Linked DNA regions of Zea mays: region 1 is linked to region 2. Evidence: chromatin contacts called from public Hi-C data. All regions are on one chromosome and are shown on one strand. The core of a region is the stretch at or near the end of the contact, and the rest is flanking DNA. Distances in the headings are between cores, read along the strand shown. Region 1 holds the start of LOC100194151 (cytochrome c1, heme protein). Region 2 holds the start of LOC100283495 (low molecular weight protein-tyrosine-phosphatase slr0328).

Region 1 (4,916 bases), core at 2,296-4,795, 140 kb before region 2:
CTAACCCTAATTCACCACTAGCAAACGAGCAGCCGCTCGCCTCTCGCCGTCACGAAGCCACCGTCGCGAGCCTAGCAGTTCGGTACGCGACGCTTCCTCCCTGTACGTGTGGATACCTCGGAGGTGCTGCATCTGGAGCACTAGGACGAACCACGTGAGGACGTCGGCGACTGCACGACACTGCTCGACGCGTTCATCTACATCGAGACGTCTTCCGCTGCCCCGCGCGTCTAGTGGTAATTCCATGACCTATAACCGCAGTAGTTCTTGGTTTTATGGGGTTGAAAATTTTGTTTATCGCTAGCGTAGCCTCCCCATAATCCAACAAGAGCCCCACTCATAACCTACGGAGTTGTAGACCTGTAGCTCACTCATGGCCTACCAAGCCTAGGCTTGAGTCCCCTGATGGTCTACAGGATCCACAACACAATGAGGAGCGCTAAGGCTCCGGCTACGAAGGCCATGGGTTGACACGACATAGGAGGAGTAATGATGATGCCTGGGTCTCCTGCCACACACGCGCTTGATCATGGCCAACTTAAAGAGCCTGACCAGAAGGCTTAAACAATAAGGGAATAAGGGCAAACACTGACGGACATGTTTTTCTATACTTTATTTACCTTTCCTTACCTAGGAGTAGATGTAAAGTAGTTTTAGTTGTAGCTTTCTACAGATCCACCTCCACCTCTATTCGACTCTACGTTGTCTAAATCCATCTTGGGTGGCCTAGCAACCCCAAAACGACCCAAGGATCATATCCCTCCTGAGGGACAAGATCTACTTCACTCAAGGTCTGTTCCTCGAATTGATCTCTTAATTACTAGGTGACTCTACGTTGTCTGGGGACGCCCTGGTTGACCTGCTGACCCGTAGCACCCTAAGATCTCTCCCCCTAGGGGGTGGGATCTAGGTTCCAACGAGGAGGAAGATGACCCTACGCACATCGTGGATGGTCCGCCTCGACTTAGGGAAGAAATCGCTTCTGCCGCTAGGTCGCAGACCGTCCGACCCCTTGCCACGGACCGTCTGCTTCGGCGTAGGGCGCACCTCTAGGCGACTCGGTGACCTATCGTGGACCGCCGCCGTTGTCCAACTCATAGAGCCGAACAAAAGGTATTGTTCATCACGAGAAGGCCCTAAGGTTCGTTGTTGTTTGACCCCAAATAGGTGGTGGTCATCATAGAGGTGAGGTGACTCAATGCTCTAAAGATCTTCAACTTTATTCAACCCTACATCATCTAAAGGTGTCAAGTACCACCAGGCGGTTCATTCTAGTGTTTGGTGACCAAATCGACGCCAACACCCTTAAGGGCCATTTGGACCCCTTCATTTTAAAGGAATTGGAATTTACTCAATATAGTAGGTTATTTGGTTTGTAATTTAACATTCCATCACTTTCCATAGTTTAGATATAAGTCTATCCTAGATTCATATGACAAGAAGATGGAAATTGGTTCTATGTATCACTAGTCTATGTTTCTACTCTACAACTTATGACACACTCTTCATCTCGTTCCCCTAGTACAAACATAAAAAATAAATATCTCTCTCATATGACCAATAATAGTATACACATATATTCTATATAAAACTATATTAGCTTAATTGATTCATACCTAAATTATGATTATTAAAATAGAATTCAATTCCATGAATCCAAATGGGACCTTAGGAAAATGGGAATTACTTGGAAAAATGAGTTGCTAAATTAGCCCTAATAATCTCTACTACTTATTAAGGCTGCAATAGTAGTCTGTCATTCCTTGTTCTGCCCATTCCGTGTTCTGCCTTTCCGATTCCCTCCTCCCCACGCACAGTCCATTCCCATGTTTTGCCACCATTCTATATCTATCATTCTCATTCCCCTCCCCGCAAAGCCCATTCCCATTCCCCCGTACAGACGACGTCTAGCTAAAATTAAAAAAACACATATGGCCCCAAGGGGATTTGAACCCATGACCTCCCAAGCAAATGCCAGCAGTAGCTACCACTGCACCACATGTGTGTTTATGTTCACATTTATAACAGGTAACACATCTACTACATCTCTCCCCAAGCCCACCTGCTACCCTTGCACAATGTGTAGTAGTAGATAAGTGTCACCAAGATTCTTGAATTATATTTTTGGATGGAGGTAGTAGTATTTAAAGAAAAGCCTTGCATGCAATTTCTTTTGTTTGAATAATTTTTCAACTTAAATTCCTTTTTTGCATGTGTGACATTTATTCTTCGTATAATTTTTTTCCATGGTTCTGACTCGTGAGTCATTTTTATAAACGAACGCCAAACATGAATCCATGTTTCTTACTTGAAAACCCCGAACAGACACCATTAGCAGGAGACACTCGCATTGGGGTCGCTCATCGATGACGAGAAGAAACTTGGCGACTGCCAGTTCAACCTCTAGAAACAGTCCTACGTGGTCGCATGTGCCACTATGTACGACAAGCTCCGGCGCTGTCGTCACTTGGACGCGGTGCAGAGCGGCTGCTCCGCGCTGTCCATGGTCAAGTAGGGGACCTCATGGTCGTCGCCAACGTCGGCGACTCTCGGGTTGTTCTGGGCACCGCATTCGACGACGATGCCATCACATCGTCCAACTCATTGTCTACCTGAAGCCAACCTGCCACGTAAGTCGCTATTGACCGGCCATGAATTCTTGTGCGCTGGAACAATGGCCGTTGCTGACGTTGTGTGAATGTCCTCGAACATGATGTATGTAGAGGAGTAGCGCATTCGGTGGTGCAACAGCCAGGGGTACTACCTTGCTGATGAACCAGAGGTACACTTCGTTTTACAACTCAGCCAAGAGTCATCAATACTCGGTATGTCGCGCGGTATGTCGCGCGCGTTCGACGACTACTATATCGAGGACTGTGGCGTCATCTTGGCGCCGGAGGTGACACAGAGGAAGACCGACAACAATAACCAGTTCGAGTTCGTCATCCTCGCCACCGTTGGGGTAGCTTTTGTGCCGGTTTGCCTTTAATTCTCTTCGAAAACACACACTTGTCTTTTTGTTTAAGCAAAAGCGTATGGTGGTACGTGTCTCATGATTATCGATGTACGAGGGAATTTCTTCTGGCATGTGTGGAACATGCTCTCCAATGATGAGACCATGCAAATCGTGACATATATCGAAGTCTGCATGATACTGATGGTTGCAATGTAGTGGTGAAACATATAGATTAAAATAACAAAATTTATGTATGACCAGAATCACAAATTGATTATGAAACATTTTCTCATAACGGTATAACACAAATTATATATATAAGTTATTATAGTATACTGGTATTATTTATTCTCGTTGCAACGCACGGACACTCAGCTAGTGCATTTATTAAAATTTATTAAATGTGGAACAATTCTGAAGGGAAGTAGATAAACAACCTATTCATTTGGGCCTCTAATTCAGCCGATCATTTTGGGCCTCCAAGGGCCTACCTGGCCCGTCCGGAAGACACGGCGCAAGGCGACCCCACGTGTCAGTGTGACAAACCCAAAGACCGGCACCCCGACGGGTCCGAGTTCGAGGCGCATCGCGGCATCGGCATCGCCACAAGGCCCTCTCACGCTCACGCGGTCACGCCCCCGGACCCTTCTCCCCGCGCCGCCGCTCGCCGGAGCTCCGCGTCTCCGCCCGCGCCACACCCTGTAGGTAACTGATTCGGACCCTTGCTCCCGTTGCTTTCTGCTGGTTGTCCCCGTCCCAGGCGTCTGGGGTCTCCGATCTGGTGATCTGCTCTAGTCTCCGGTAGTTGCGGACGACTCCTGGTCCTGGGTCGTGTATTGGCCTCTTGGGGCCGTGGGAATCGGGCGGCTAGATCTGTGCGAATCATATCGATTGGAGCGTCCCATGGGCATCCGGAACTTCACCTCGCGTGCATCACCGGAGGCATCGTTCTCGTCCGTCTGGATTTCACCGGGCTGGAGATTCGTCCACACCAAGTTGAGACCATTTCTGTTTGCTTCCTTTTGTTTTGCTCGTTAGGACGCGTTAGATTGCTAGTTGTGTTCTGCAGAGCCATTTCCTCGTTGTCTATGATCACTAGAACGCAAAATCTAGCCTTTTTAATCTGTTGCGGGTTTGGGTGACGAAATTAGCAACACAACCTTTGATTTTGTTCTCGTGATAATGTGATTTTGTTTCAAGTGATGTCACTAGAATGGTCGACTATTGTCACTCTGTCAATGGGAGTGAAACGAGGTCCTGCTAGTTATTGTATCAAAACCACTTCGTCATGTAACTAATAAGTCCTCGTACTGGAATTTGCAGAATCCTCAATGGCTGCCGCAAGGGGCATTAACCAGCTCCTGAAGAGAACTCTCTACAACCAGTCTGTTGTAAGTATTTTGGTGCACTTTTTGTTTGCTTGCCAGTTGCTTTAAATTACTACCTCTGTTCTTGAATATTTGTCGCCCACTAGTTCATTTCTGAACTAAACCGCGACAAATAAAAAAGAACGGAGAGAGTACATCCATATTCATTCTTCTTACCATGTGATTTTTATTTCTACATATCCATCTTGGGTACACCATCACAATATGGAATATGACTGAAATCCATTGTTTATGCTTAAAAACAAGTCATAGAAAACATGTTTAAGTTGTTGGAATCTACAGTTTCTCCATCAAGTGATGATAAATCACTGCTGCATGTGTTTCTTGTATGGCTCTTGCTTCTCAGTTTTGTCTTCTACTGTATAGATTTGAACCAGATAACGTACATTATGGTAATTTGTAAAGTTCTGTTGGCTCTACATTGACTACTTATCCCTTTTTACTGTCGCCATCCATTCAGAACCAAAACTACTACTTCTGGAGCATGTTTACGAGTTGGTTAAACCAGTACCATTTTTCTGCGTGTCTCAGTTGTCTCAACATCATTATCATGCTCTTCAGGGTTCGTCGCC
Region 2 (4,784 bases), core at 226-2,725:
CTTTGAGGGGGGCGCTTTTCGTGTGGCTTTCACTCGTCTGCCATACTTGTGCAGGGTGAGCCCTTGAGTCTCTACTCAACGCAGAGATCCATCTAGGGGGTCGTCTCATATTTTTAGTCTACTCTCCCACACACACCTCCTTCGCGGGATGAGGGGAGGTGAGCAAACCACACTTTCCTCGATGGGCTAGCAATGGCGCTCGATGAGATACAAACGAGTAATTCGAGTGAGGTCCTGGTTCCTTCCATAAGATCCAAGCGTGGGGTCCGCTAGAGACCATACTCATGCTCTCAAACACCGACTCATATAGTTGTCAATTCCGTTCGACTAGAATCGACGGTTCGCTGCCTCTCTTTGCGATAAATCCTGAGTCAGACCTTCTTAGGACTCGAACACGAGTCGATGACACCCTTAACGCTTCATGCGTCAGGGTCCTCGTCGCTAGTGTGCCAGTCACTGGCTTCCCCTTGCTCCGTCTTTCGCCGGAGCGACCACGAGCCCTACGCAAACCGACCATAGAACTCTAGAATTCATGACTAACTTGTCGTGGGTTTTTCGGTCCCTGCCAAAGGAAATGAACAAGTTCAAGGTCTTACCGGAGAGGGGCCCTCGGTGCACACTCCATTTCCTGGTCAGGGTCGATTCGAAGGGTGGTCTGGTCCGGTGCGTCGACTTTAGACGATTTTCGGTCCCTTCGATATTCTCGAGCGTGGGAGGGTGGCCCTGTGTTAATCAAGCAAGCAAAAGAGGAGAGATATCAGTGCGGTCATGTCTACTGGATGGACACAAATGTTTTGACAGGAGGTGAGTAATTTGGTGTTTTCCGAGGGTGGCCTGCCAAGTTATTGACTTCTCCTTAGCCCCTGCTATTCCGGACCTCGGTGGGCGGCGACGGGTTCGCATGTGAAGGAGAGATTAAGGCAGCTACTGGTTCACGTTCACGATGGAGACGAAGAGGACGAGGTTGAGCCAGGGAAAACCTACCCGAGCTCAGGAGGCCGGGGCGAAAGATCGCTCGTCCCCCGTGGATCGGGCTGAGAAGCATGGACGCCAAACACACCTTTTTTGCCCTAGGGAAATTGGGCTCGGGGATTTCAAGGCCAGAGAATGGGCCGGGATCCTCCGAGATCACGGGCTACCAAAGGGACCCTAAATGGCTCAACTGCCCCTGATTCGGCCCGTTAGAACATAACAAGAAACTAAATAGTGCTACACCCTTAAAAGATATATTTTATTAGTTAATGGACCAGAATGATACAATGACTCAAAATTTTAAGGACCAGAACAGCATTTTACTCGTGTTTCTTCCTTAAGGGCGTATTTATTCTGGGATTTTTATCCTTTTCAATTTAACAAGGAAATGAAATGAGGTGTGAGGAAAAGGAGGGAAAGCATTGGCGGGCGGGCGGGCGGGCGCCTGTCTCTTGCGGCTGTGGTGCCGCCCGAGAGCGCGACCCATTCGTTCGCGAGCCTCACTTCCAGTTCCAGCACGAATCCTCGTCCAATCCACGCCTGCTGCTCGCGAGCCATCGCCACAGTGCTGGCCTGGCCATGCCTGGAGCCGTTGCGCTTGCGCCCACGTTCGCGGCAGCGAGCAGCTCCGCCGCCGCGGCCTCCACGCTGGCTCCGAACCCGACAAGCCGAGGCGACCCGCTAATTATTAGGTTGTGCCGCAATGCTCCTGCTAGCGCAACTCCACTTGTTCCACTTGTAGCCACCCGTCGCTACGTGCGTGGCTGCCGCGGCGCGGCTCTAGTGGCCAGTCCCCACCACGCTCCAAACCCTCGCCTCCGATTCGCGTCTGCGGCAGAGGGGATGGCTGCGGAAGCGAGCACGGCGGGTGCGGCGTCGGCAGCCGAGGCGAAGCCCTTCGCCGTCCTCTTCGTGTGCCTCGGTCAGTCCCCTCAACCCTAGTCTCTGCTCACCTCCGTCTCCGTCTCCGTCTCCATGCCCTGCCCGTGAGTGCGAACCAATTTTGGTACCGATCCTCCATTTTTCCTGCGTCCATGCGGATTGAACTTACTCGTTATTGTGTCGCCTAATTGACTTGGGGTAGTTCTTGGAATCTCATCGACAATAGCCGGTAGCCAACTAGCCATAGCATTGCATTACCCATCTTAGCACCACAGCTACCTCTAGCTTAAGGACGAATTACAAATTCTCACAATTTATGGGATGAAGGTTCGGAGATTTTGATTGTTCAAATATCAACTCGCCCTGCAACGCGATTAAGAATTTCGGATGGTTTGATCTGAGCAATATAATGCTTACCAGTTGTGTGCATAGTGATGTTCAACTATGTTGGCACTGGTTGTTGCACGGGCTGTATGAATTCAGGTCCTTGATGCTTGTTTATTATACTTCTTGTTTCCATGCACTTGCATTCTAGTTCTCACTTTTCAGTTTTCACAATGTGTATGATCATGTAATTCTTTTTGTACATGCTATGAAATCAGCCTAGTTGCTCAGACCCTTAGTTCTCCTATGCACTTGCAGCCACTTAGCTGCATGTCCCTCCATATGTAGAGAAGCTGCAGTATGCCACACTCAGGAATGTTGTACAGATGAAAACAATCCTGACATTTGTCCTTCCAGATACATGGGTTTGTGCCATCAAACATAGGAAAGGACATCTTTGGTAAAGACAGGCGATGCTGAGTGTGGGGTTCTGAACGAAAAAGACTCAGACCAAGCATCAAATGGTTGGGGAGCGAAGTAGCTGCTTCTTTGAGCGGAGGGTGATTGTGGAATGGAGAAGAGGGTGGTGCATGGAGGCCGCATCCTTGTCAGACTGCGCCAAAGTTAGCTTAACAATTGCCTGACCAGTAATCCCCATCTGCTTGGCCAAAGTTTGTTGATCCTTCAACAGTTGCTTCAAAACCTGGACGCTGAGATCCACCCGCTCCGCCACACGTTGCTGATTGGAGTCCATCTCAGTGACTTAGTGTACAGAAGATCAAGCGACTCCTGAAAATGGTCAGCATTCATCTGCTTTGGATTTCTCCGCCGCCATCGCCTCCAGGATGAACTGAATCTGGATGGAAGGCTTGGGAGGAGCTGTGGTGACCGACCTCAAACCGAGTGAACCACAGACACTGAATTACAGGATCATGCGCGAGAATCCATGGAAGTCTCACACGCAATCAACCAACCGCCAGGAATTACCACTCAAGGCTGAAGGAATCGTACGGTAACAGAACAGAACTCATCAGCCAAGAGAGGAAAGCCGTCCGTGCTGCCGAGAGAAAGCTGAATCACCTGGTTGCCGTCACTGCCACCAAAATGCTGGAATCCCAAATCCTCGCCACCCAATCGCCACCAGATTACACATGATGAAAACCGTTGCCACCACCGAACAGCGAATCCAATACCACTGTAACTACCTGTTGCTGCGACGAGGTGCCGGACATCAGCAAGATCACAGCAGAGATAACTTGGAGAACGGACAAGGAAGGATTCCTCTCCGATTCGATTTCTTACTACTAGTTCATTGTCTGCCTTCTTCCTTTACACGGCAGTGGCTTATAAGCCAGAGGCTGACTCTGCCCTGTGGGCCACACACACATATGACATACCAACACCAAAAACGTATACGCCGGCTGTAAACACGTTCGCGCCATTGACATGGTACCAGCCATGACATCATGCAATCCTTTTTGCACATGCTTGGGTGCTCGTTCAGTAGTGTATAATCCATCACAATGCCTTGTCCTTGGATGATTTCTCGTTACAGTGTGGACCGTGGAAGTATCTGAGTTATTGATGCATATGAATATGTCTGTTCTTCAGCGCTTGATGTAAATTATGTGTACAGGGAATATTTGCCGGAGTCCTGCGGCTGAAGCTGTGTTTCGGACCCTCGTAAGCAAGCGTGGGCTTGACTCCAAGTTTCTCATAGACTCTGCTGGTACCATCGGGTATCATGAGGTTGCATCATATGTTTACTATGCTCTTTGGTACATTTACTCAGATCAATGATGGCATCAGTGCTAATGATGTTTTTTTTGAGGCTTTAGGGTAATAAGGCAGACTCAAGGATGAGAGCAGCTTCAAAAAAGCGGGGGATTGAGGTCACATCAATATCCAGGCCTATCAAACCCTCGGATTTTCGTGATTTTGATCTTATCCTTGCAATGGACAGGCAGAACTATGGTTGTCTCTCAGGCTCTATTATTTGTGTTTCAGTACCTCTCTAAATTTGTTGTTATATGCTGCTTGATGCATTGGAGCATTTCTGTTTTGAACAATATGCAGAAGATATATTGAACTCGTTTGAGAGATGGAGACGCAAAGAGCCCCTCCCTGATAGTGCACCCAATAAGGTTAGTGTGTAGATTATTAATCTCAATATGTGTCGTGCAATCTTGGCCAGCTAGAATTTAGCTCATATGCATTTGTCACTTCGATTTTCTAGACACGTCCTTTCCCCTTTAAAGCAGCCTTGTGAACTGATGTGTGTTTGGGGCTGCTCTAGCTCTAGAAAATTTGGAGTTGGTGAGCAAGTTATTAGGTGTTCCGGAAAATCGTGGAGCTGGAGTTGTAAACCTTTAGAATACATTTGGATGAGTCATTTTGTTTATTGTTTAGATTTACAATATTTTTTAAAACTATTTAAATTTATACTATAAACTACCACTCCACGCTGGAGCTGGAACCTAAAGCAGTTCGAACATCTGATTTACTTTCTTTCCTTAAATTTTACTGTCTGTAGACTGGTATAGTATAGCCTTCTTCATGTATTTTAACATTACAATAGGTAAAAGCTATGGTACCTGCAAAGAGTA

Evidence for each region. Hi-C and Micro-C count contacts between places; a contact is called where the count stands out from the background.
Region 1: a contact with region 2 is called in a Hi-C map of ear, with 1.8 times the contacts expected there. The contact joins the promoter of LOC100194151 here to the promoter of LOC100283495 in region 2. A contact is called at or near these places in 4 of 25 Hi-C or Micro-C datasets (ear, leaf and tassel).

The regions. Positions count from the first base shown.
Region 1 is chr1:210,023,423-210,028,338 of Zm-B73-REFERENCE-NAM-5.0, reverse strand. LOC100194151 (cytochrome c1, heme protein) reads left to right here and starts at 3,545. Exons shown (of 8, transcript NM_001139201.1): 1 at 3,545-3,661; 2 at 4,280-4,347; 3 at 4,906-4,916. The coding sequence starts at 4,288.
Region 2 is chr1:209,878,022-209,882,805 of Zm-B73-REFERENCE-NAM-5.0, reverse strand. LOC100283495 (low molecular weight protein-tyrosine-phosphatase slr0328) reads left to right here and starts at 1,475. Exons shown (of 6, transcript NM_001156395.1): 1 at 1,475-1,894; 2 at 3,815-3,927; 3 at 4,017-4,152; 4 at 4,255-4,322. The coding sequence starts at 1,552.